Regions from separate parts of the Macaca fascicularis genome. Here region 2 is linked to region 1. The links are chromatin contacts, called in public Hi-C maps. All regions are on one chromosome and are shown on one strand. Each heading gives the region's core, a stretch centred on a gene start, on an enhancer-like site or on the middle of the called end of the contact. The rest is flanking DNA. Distances are from core to core; before and after follow the strand shown. Region 1 holds the start of SSBP2 (single stranded DNA binding protein 2). Region 2 has its middle 98 kb from the start of ATG10.

Region 1 (4,139 bases), core at 680-3,179:
ATAACAAAATGATTAATGCACACAAATGAGACAGCATTTCAAAACTTCAATTCTAGTTAACTGCCGTTTCTTAACCAGGCTATAACTCTATGTCTTTTATACATTCCTTGTCACAGCAACAAAATCCTGAATGCAGCTCAGAAAATCTCTTGGAAAAAAAACAAACCAGCCTCTCTAATTTTTTGTTTTGTTTTGCTTTGCTACATCAAGGCCTGATACCTCTAAATCCTATGGGAATTGAGTGTGTTGCTGCCAACACAAAGATTAGGAAATGCTCCCATCCCCAGGGCACACGAAACTTTCAGGGGGAGACTGACTGCCTAAAGCAAGGAGGGAAACTCAGTCGCCTGCGCATTCGGTTTTTATTTACGCAGCTATTTCTGTGCGCAAGGTAACCAAAGTACCTTTCAGAGATGCTCTCAGACTTTTTCTCTGGTCTGAACCCCCTCAGAAAGACGGGTGCGTTCAATGACAAGGATAACCCTGACCCTCAGAGTTTAAGTGCTTACTGGGAATCACCGATCTGTTGCACAGTTTTAAAAAATTAAAAAAAAATAAAAAGGAGGGGGGTTCTTCCTCAGTGGTCACAGTCACTATTCGTTCTCATTTTTAGTAACAACCAAATCACCGTTACAAGTGCACAAGAATAGCAGCAAACCGCTCTGCTTTGCAGTGTGCCGTGACAGTGGTATCCCGGGCCGGGAGGGGCTCTGTTCTCGCCAGCCGCCTCTTGGGCTCCCACCGAAGTTAACACCTGTATCTCCCCACAACTGTAACCAAGCGGCTCCTTCCCACCTGAACGCTTCTCCCCTCCCACAAACCCCTTTTCGGACCACTGCCCCTCCCCGCCGCAGCTGCCCTCCTCGGGCGCCCCCGGCGGCTCCCACAACTCCCCTCCGCGCGCCCCCGACCACCGCCCCGCCGGGCCCGCCCCTCCCACCGCTCGGGGGCTGCCAGCCTCACAAAAAGTTCGCCAGCCGCCGCCGCGGAGTTGGGTCCGCTGCGAGAGGCAGAAACGCCAGCCTCCTCCAGCGGATCCGGCTCCTCGTCAGCACACTTTAGCTCCCCGGGAATTCGTCCCTCTCCGACTCCCAAACTTCTGCGGCGTCTCCGGCGCCCACCCGCCCCCGCCCCCGCCCCCGCCCCCGCCCCAGCCCCGCGCGGCCCGAGGGACTGCGGGCGCCGAGTCAGTAGCTGCCCAGGAAAGCCCGGACGCCCACCCAGCCCACGCCCTCCGCGCCCCGCGCGCGTCTCCGCGCCCCGCGGGGCCCCGCTCGGCCGCTCCACGCCCGGCTTCCGCCCGCCGCGCGCCCGGCACCGCCGCCCTCGCCTCGCCCCGCGCTCGCGGCCCTGAGCCCCAGCGCCCAGGCCCCCGCCGCCGCGCTCCCCGCGCGGCCCTCCCCGACCCCGGCCCCGACCCTGGCCGGCCCGCCAAACACCCACATTCCCACCGCACGCCTTCCTACACGCAGCTGCCCCTCCCGCCACCCCCGGCGGCTCCCCGGGTCCCCGGAGCCCCGGACCCCAGCTCTAAAGTTACTTTGGAAGGTGAACCCGCGGGTTATTTCCCTCAATCACCCAAACAAGTTTCCATCCTCGCCACCAGCACCACCGCCGCCCCTCAACACACCCGCTCCCTCCCGCCGACAGCCCCCTGCGGCCGCCCGCCCCGCGCCCGCACCTCCAGGGAAAGCGCCGCTCCCCGCACCACACGCCCCCATCGCGGCACCCCTCCCCCTGCCAGCCCACCCCCGGCGCTCCCCGGGCGGAGAGTGTCTGTGTCTCCCAGAGTGTGCGAGTGCGTGCGTGAGTGTGCGCGCGTGTGAAGGCGGAGGTGGGTGAGAAGCGGAGACACTTACTTCTCCCGGGCCTGGCTGTCGGACGGGACGGCGCTGCTGTTACTCTTGCCTTTGCCGTACATGCTTGTGCCGAGAGCAGCTCCCACTGTCACGCACCTGTCAACCCATCACAGCCTCCCCGGGAACAGCCCCGTCCCCATGGCGACCCACGCAGCCACCCCCACTATTGGCCGCCCCACGCCAAAGCTCCGCCCCCTTCGCCCAGGCAACGCGCGAGACTGACAGGCCTCCCCCTCCCTCCGGCCTTCCGAAGCGCGCGGTGGCGGCTACAGCCTCAGCGGCAGTCTCCTCCCTCCTTCCCTCCCTCCCCGGCTCCCTCCCTCCCTCCTTCCCTCTCTGCTCTCCTCCCTCCACCCGCTCTCCTTCCCCCTCCCCCCTCCGAACCCGGGCGCAAGGGGGGAATTAGAAACTGCTCTAGAAGGATTTTAAACAACTGGCTGTTCTCTCTGCCGCCACCCCTCCCCCCGCGCCGCCCGCGCTCGGCTCCTCACTGGAGAGAAGGCGCCGGGAGGAGGAGAAACTGCGGCCTGGAGTCTCCGGCCGGAGCCGGCGGAGCTGGAGCCGTGGCGGCCCCAGACTTCGGGGCGCCCGCCGAGTCTACAGACAGAGCCACGGCCCCAGCCGCCCTGGGGCCCCGATCAGCCCCTCTCCCGCTTCTCTCCTATGCGTGACCCCGCGCCGGTACCCACGATTGATTTCTGCCGTCCTCAGCCCTACCCCCTGGGTTGTCGCCCCCGCCTTGTTCCCAGAGGGCCGGCTGGCGAGGGACACCCGCGCTATTCCCTCGACCTTCTGACTGAGCGGCCGGTAGCGACTCGCCTTCTCTCCTGGGGAAGGACTGCACCTCCGGCCCTCGGCGCCGCTGCGGTGGCGGCGCCCGGGGCCGCACCCTACGCCTCAGGGGAGCACCCGGCCTGGGGTCGGCCTCCTCTGTAAGAGGTGAGCGGACCTCCCGAGGAGGCCCGGTGACTCCTGCGGCCGCAGCGGCCCCTGCCCTAACCCCTCCTTGCACGGAGCCCCGCGGCGCCCTAGACACCCCGCCAGATCTGCCGCAGAAGAGGGCCCCAGGCTTCCCCACCCGGCCTGGTTTAACAGTTTGGGTCGGTGATGGCTATTCATCCTGACCCCTGGAGTGGAAAAGGCCAGAAAAGGTCTTGAAAGACTTCCCTGTCCTTGCCCGTTAGAATAGGCCCCAGGGCGCCCCAAGGTGTACAAAGCTGTGCCAGGGCTGAAAGGCTGCCCGAGAATGTTTCTGTATCCAAATCCCTAATCCCATTTCAGTAAACGCGCAAAAGTTTCAGAAACACACACAACCTGGTTCCCAGTAGAACTCTGCATCCTTTATGTTGTTGAAATGTTTGTAAAATCAGACGGGTGCAAATGGGGTTAGAAAGAAGATGGGCTTCACACGGGGAAGAAGGGGACAGATGGGGGTGGGACAGGGAGACATCTGGAAAGGATGAAAAGACAAGAAGTAGCTATGGGAGGAGAGGGAAATAGGATTCGCGTGGAGGAAAGTACAGTTCTATTCCACACACATACAGCTTTAAGCATTTAGTAGTAGGATCATAAAATGCATATGGAGATATAGAGATAGATGGAAAGGAAAGAAATGGGTGTGAGCATTGACAGAAGTGATAGGAATAAAACATCAACACAAGATTAAGGAAGGGCAGTTAGCAAAAATGAGAGGTCGAGAATCAAAAATGGGGTTGGCAACCAAACATAAAGACGGGAAAATGAAGAGGACGTAGTTTCTACACTGGTGTTAAGGAAAAGGAAAAAAACATGGGGAAAGGGAGGTATAAAAAGATGAGAAGACTAGAAGATACAGGATTAAATGAAGAAGCCATAGAATGTGATAGCAAAAGATTAAAAGTAGTAGAGGACAAACATTATCGTTAAAAAAAAAAAAGATATAAAAAGCACTTTTATTAAAAGGACAAAAATTAAGCCAATAAAGGAAATGAGGAGGGGAAGTGGGGGAAAAAATACATTGGCTTAAGTAGATTAATTTCCAAGAGATGTAATTTGCCATTTCTAACTTAAGAATTCTCCTCTCTGTTTCTAATGACCTAGAGTGATTGGGTGGTTGGGATATGGCATTCATACTCTCCTTTTTGTTTCTAGTGACCTGCAATGATTGGGTGATTGAAACGAAGCTGAGCCAGTCAGCCTCTCTTAATGAACTTTTTCTCAAAATGCTCAAATGTGTATAAGGTTGCCACAGTTTACAGACTCAACTTTAAGGTTAGCATTGTGTAATTTGTTGTTCAATTA
Region 2 (4,139 bases), core at 1,069-3,568, 100 kb after region 1:
CCTGATTTAAATCTGACTCTAATCCTGCATGGTAAATTAAGATTCTGCACCTTTTCACCCTTGCTTTTGGAATAATGTGTCTAACCCAACACCTGCCTACAGAGATCAGATCCTCTAAATGATCCAAAGGCATTCTGCTTGGAAATGAAAACCGTAGCATCAGCTCCAAGAGAAGCAAATGGTGCTAACTCCCTCTGACTTGGACAGTGCTTCCACTCATGGGGGCTTCACAAGTGGTCGCATTTAGAGACCTGCTCCCTGAAAAAAAGGACATCTGTTTCTTCCAATTGCATGTAGAGTTCCCTGAACAGTCATTGCAGGTCTCTTCCAGCATCCCCTTCTCTTCGATGTCCCCCACCCCCATTCCCACTCCCAGTAAAATTCGACAAGCCTATATTCTACCTAGAGGAAGAAGGCATTGTCCCTGGGAGGTTCCCAGGTCCCCGGTCAGTAGAAGAAATCTCCAGGTCTGTCCCAGCACAGTACTTCCCTGTAGCAGGATACTGTGCCCTTCCTGGAGCTGGGCTGACTTTGCCCTAAGGTTACATTTCTACACAAAGAAGCCTTTAAGGGTGCTGTTGCAGGCCTCCACACTGGAGGTTTATGTCCGTCAATCCTAGAAAAAAAGGAGGCTGTAATAAAACTGCAGGAGCCAGCAGTGAGGAATTACAACGCCAGGATCAGAGGAGGTCTGCCTCACAGCCCCGCTAGATGCTGAGGTTGGTCTCTCTGAGGATGGAGAACAATAAAGCGGAAGGAATTGAAGTCAATTGGCTGCTGGATTGCATTAGCAGGACTCAGAGAAGGGGCACTTGCTGAGGGTGGTGCCTGGATTCTTGGCCGCTGCCCTTGTGCCAACTAAGCTGGGAGATCCAGAGTCTGAGGGAATGAGAAAAGTTCACCCAAGTCCAACAAGTTGGGGAGGCCTGCGACGTGCAGACACCCAAATTGGAGACCGTGTGTGCTGCAGCCATTGCAGCTCCAAGTGTAATTTAGTTGATTTACGGCTAATATGTGCAAATATTAATTAAGGTTTCAGTGAGTGACCATGATAGGCAGAAAAACAGGAAATACATCAGAAGGTGTGCTGGAACACTTTGCAAAGAAAACAGGAGGAAAAGCAAAAGCAGTGGCCTCTGGCAACTGGGCAGAGTATTGGGGGAGTCTCAAAGTGGACCTGCCTGGTGAAGGCATGGAGGTGGGGGAGGTGGAGTAGAGAATAGAGAAGAGAATAGCTGAGTCTAGAGAGGGCATCACTGACACCTGCCCAGCAGCTCTGCAGCCTTGAATTTGGCAGTGTGGTCCCGATGCCTGCATGGAAGGCTTGTTGGACCCAGCTTGAGAGCTTCCTAAAATATCCTTGGGCCTGATGCAATATCACTTTGTGATGGCACTGCATTGCGATGTGGTGACAGGATAACCTGGTTGGAGAGGGAAGGCCTTTTATGTCTTCATATAATTTCATCTGAGAGAGGCCAAATGAGCCCAGCACTCCCAAAGGAGAATGGGTGGGTTAGAAGAGTGGTTAAGCTCTCTGATGTGGAAGGAATAGAGTTCCCACCCACCTACCCCCAGGACAGAAGGGTAGATGCCTGGGAGATGCTAGTTAGGAGAAGGGAAACTCCGGAGGACAGCCCCAAGGGGCCTCTCAGCAGTTCACAGGGGCTCTAAAATGCTAAGGGGAGGAAGGGCGGTGTTAAAATCAGCCTTCACCCTGGAGAAGGCAGCACAAAAGAACAGGGCAGCTTCCCCCTAGAATATGCCCTCTGAGTAAGGGAAAAGGAGTTGGACTGGGAAAGGAGAGATGACACAGGCCTGGTGTGGAGAAAGCCACCAGGAGCTCCAGCACTCTCCAAGGTTTGGCCTAGGTCATCTCCAAATAAAAACAGTTTACCTAGCTCTAGGCAAGCCCTTGTTCTGCATAATGATTTGAATTTTAAAATGTGACTTAAACCTTGCAAAGGAATGCAACTCTTTTCTCCCTCCCCCAGGCCATTCTATCTTTCTTAGAGGGCCAGAGGTGGATCAGAGGGAGGAGGGTTTAAAATTTTAGCCCCTTTACCAAAACATGGAAAGTGTCAACCACTAACTCTCCCGCCATCCCCGCCCCCAATGCTCAAAGTGTTCAAAACTAAAAGCTACAGCATCTTTTCAGCAAGTAATCAGCACAAGTTGAAAGGCACATGCTGTTGCATTTCTGATCAGATTGTATGTTAAGCAAGAAAATATACCCCCACCCCAATCCTTTTTGGCTAAATGCATGTCTGTTTAAAGAAGCCACCAGGCAGTGCCTCTCACTTTGTCTTGGCAGGGCACAACCATCAGACGAAGTGGGAGGAAGAAACATTAACTTCAACAGCTGTTTCTTGACCCCGGCTGTCAGTCTTCCCAAGAATAAATTTTGGAGAGTCCTATTTGAAACAAAGAGGGAGTTTTGGGGGAGAGAAAAGTTGGTTGGTTCCAGGGCGGCCGCCCAAAGAAGCAGGGAACAAGATGTTTGCAGTTACCACGCAGCCTGCAAGCCTCTGCCGGGTGCAGGGATGGAGCAAAGTAACTTGAAAGCTCCCCTCTCGGCGCCCTGTGCCTGCAGCTTCCCCCCCTAACGCGCGCCCAGATCCAGCGCCGGTGGTAGGAGCCGTAGCTCGACTACAGTAATTCCCCAGCTCGGGCGGCTTGAAACTGCTCGGGCTGAATAGCATTTGCTGTTCCGTCCTGCGACCGCCTCCCGCCGCGGCTGCCGCGCTCCCTGCAAAGCAGCTCTCATTATCCCGGAAGTTGTGCTGACACAGTCTCGCTGCCACCAGAAGTTTGTCAACATCAAACTTCTCCTGTGTGGGGTACGTTCACCTTCCACGAGTATTTAATCGAGCCAACAAGCAAACAAACAAACCCAAATAAACCTGCCCGTGATGTTATGGTCTTTTTTTTTTTTTTTTTTTTTTTTTTTTTTTTTGCTTTCCTGGAAAGCTGGAGCTGTTAGGAATGTGCTGGTGGGGTCTGAGAGTGCCTGTGGGGTTGGTTGGGGGCGGGGGTGGGCGGGTGGCGATAAGGGGGACGGCCCCCCGGGTAGGGAGTGAGGAAGGGGCTGCGAAGGCGGCAGGCGGGCAGCTAGAGCTGGGGGCGGGGAGGGGGCTGGGGGCCGGCGAGTAGGTCCTGCAGCCTCTTGGCTGCCGCTTGTTTGGAGGATGTACGGACAGGGGCGAAGGTGGCTTTGGGTCCCCCGACCCCGCAACAAAGGTTATTTGGAAGTGATGGCGAGGCAAAGCTGGGAGGGCCGGGACGCCCACTGTGCTCTCCACAGTCCTGCAGGACATTTCTGCAGACATCTCACGGCATCTTTCGGAATAAAGGGCATTGGGGTCATAAAATGTATTCTGAGACTTAAATTGCAACATGAAAAAAAAATCCATAGGATTGGAGGGCCGGGATATACCATCATTTCTGTCTTTGAGAGGTCTGTTCTGATACCTTGATTAAGACCATTTGGTCTAAGCTTAACTGACTCCCTCGGCGTTTAGTTCAAGTTGCAGCAGCACAGTTTGATGTTTGTGGTTTCCAGTTGCTCCCCTGCTGAGATGCTCCAGGTGCTCCCCCAGCTCCTGGGGACTCTGATTAACCCTTTCCGTTCCATAGTTTTACCCGGACAGGGTCAATCCCGCTCAGATGATGGAGAGGACAAGGTCGGCCTTGCAGAGTTGAGACACAGGCATTCATGAAGTGGTGCTACTTGGGGGCCACAGGCTTTTGTGGAGGAGCTGGAACTTCAGACACTGAGAATAACTTTGTATCTGCTTTGGAAAGCCACTTGTACTGCACTGAAACAGGGGAGAACAGAAAGGGGGTTACGGTAATACCCCACGTGATGTCAAGGCAGATGGGGCGGCTGAGTTCAATATCTGTCCACTTGTGGGTGCAGCAACACTCCTCTACTCTTCAAAAATAAGTCGGAGTGAGTAAATATCTCTGAAGAGATTAATATTACTCATTATCCCACTATGATATTGTGGGAGTGGGGAGGCAGGTTTCATCCATTTAGGAAGCCAGGAGCTGAATCTTCTCTTCTTGTTGGTAATCTGTTAGTGACTATGTTTTTAGAAAAATTAGGTCTACAGTCATGTATCTTCAATAACAAGAAGCAA

The links. Hi-C and Micro-C count contacts between places; a contact is called where the count stands out from the background.
Region 2: a Hi-C map of liver shows a contact between it and region 1, with 2.4 times the contacts expected there. The contact joins the enhancer-like site here to the promoter of SSBP2 in region 1. A contact is called at or near these places in 2 of 2 Hi-C or Micro-C datasets (liver and skeletal muscle).

The regions. Positions count from the first base shown.
Region 1 is chr6:85,676,255-85,680,393 of T2T-MFA8v1.1, forward strand. It overlaps SSBP2 (single stranded DNA binding protein 2), which reads right to left and starts at 1,930. Exons shown (of 17, transcript XR_012413812.1): 1 at 1,860-1,930. It overlaps LOC135971320 (a long non-coding RNA gene), which reads left to right and starts at 2,349. Exons shown (of 2, transcript XR_010587429.1): 1 at 2,349-2,798; 2 at 3,990-4,139.
Region 2 is chr6:85,776,188-85,780,326 of T2T-MFA8v1.1, forward strand. No RefSeq gene overlaps it. Among named protein-coding and RNA genes, the nearest start is that of ATG10, 98 kb to the right of the region's middle. Within about 2 kb of position 2,319, at least 6 of the 6 cell types and tissues checked have an H3K27ac peak or open chromatin away from gene starts, as enhancers often do. A contact at or near this core is called in liver, where this site is marked.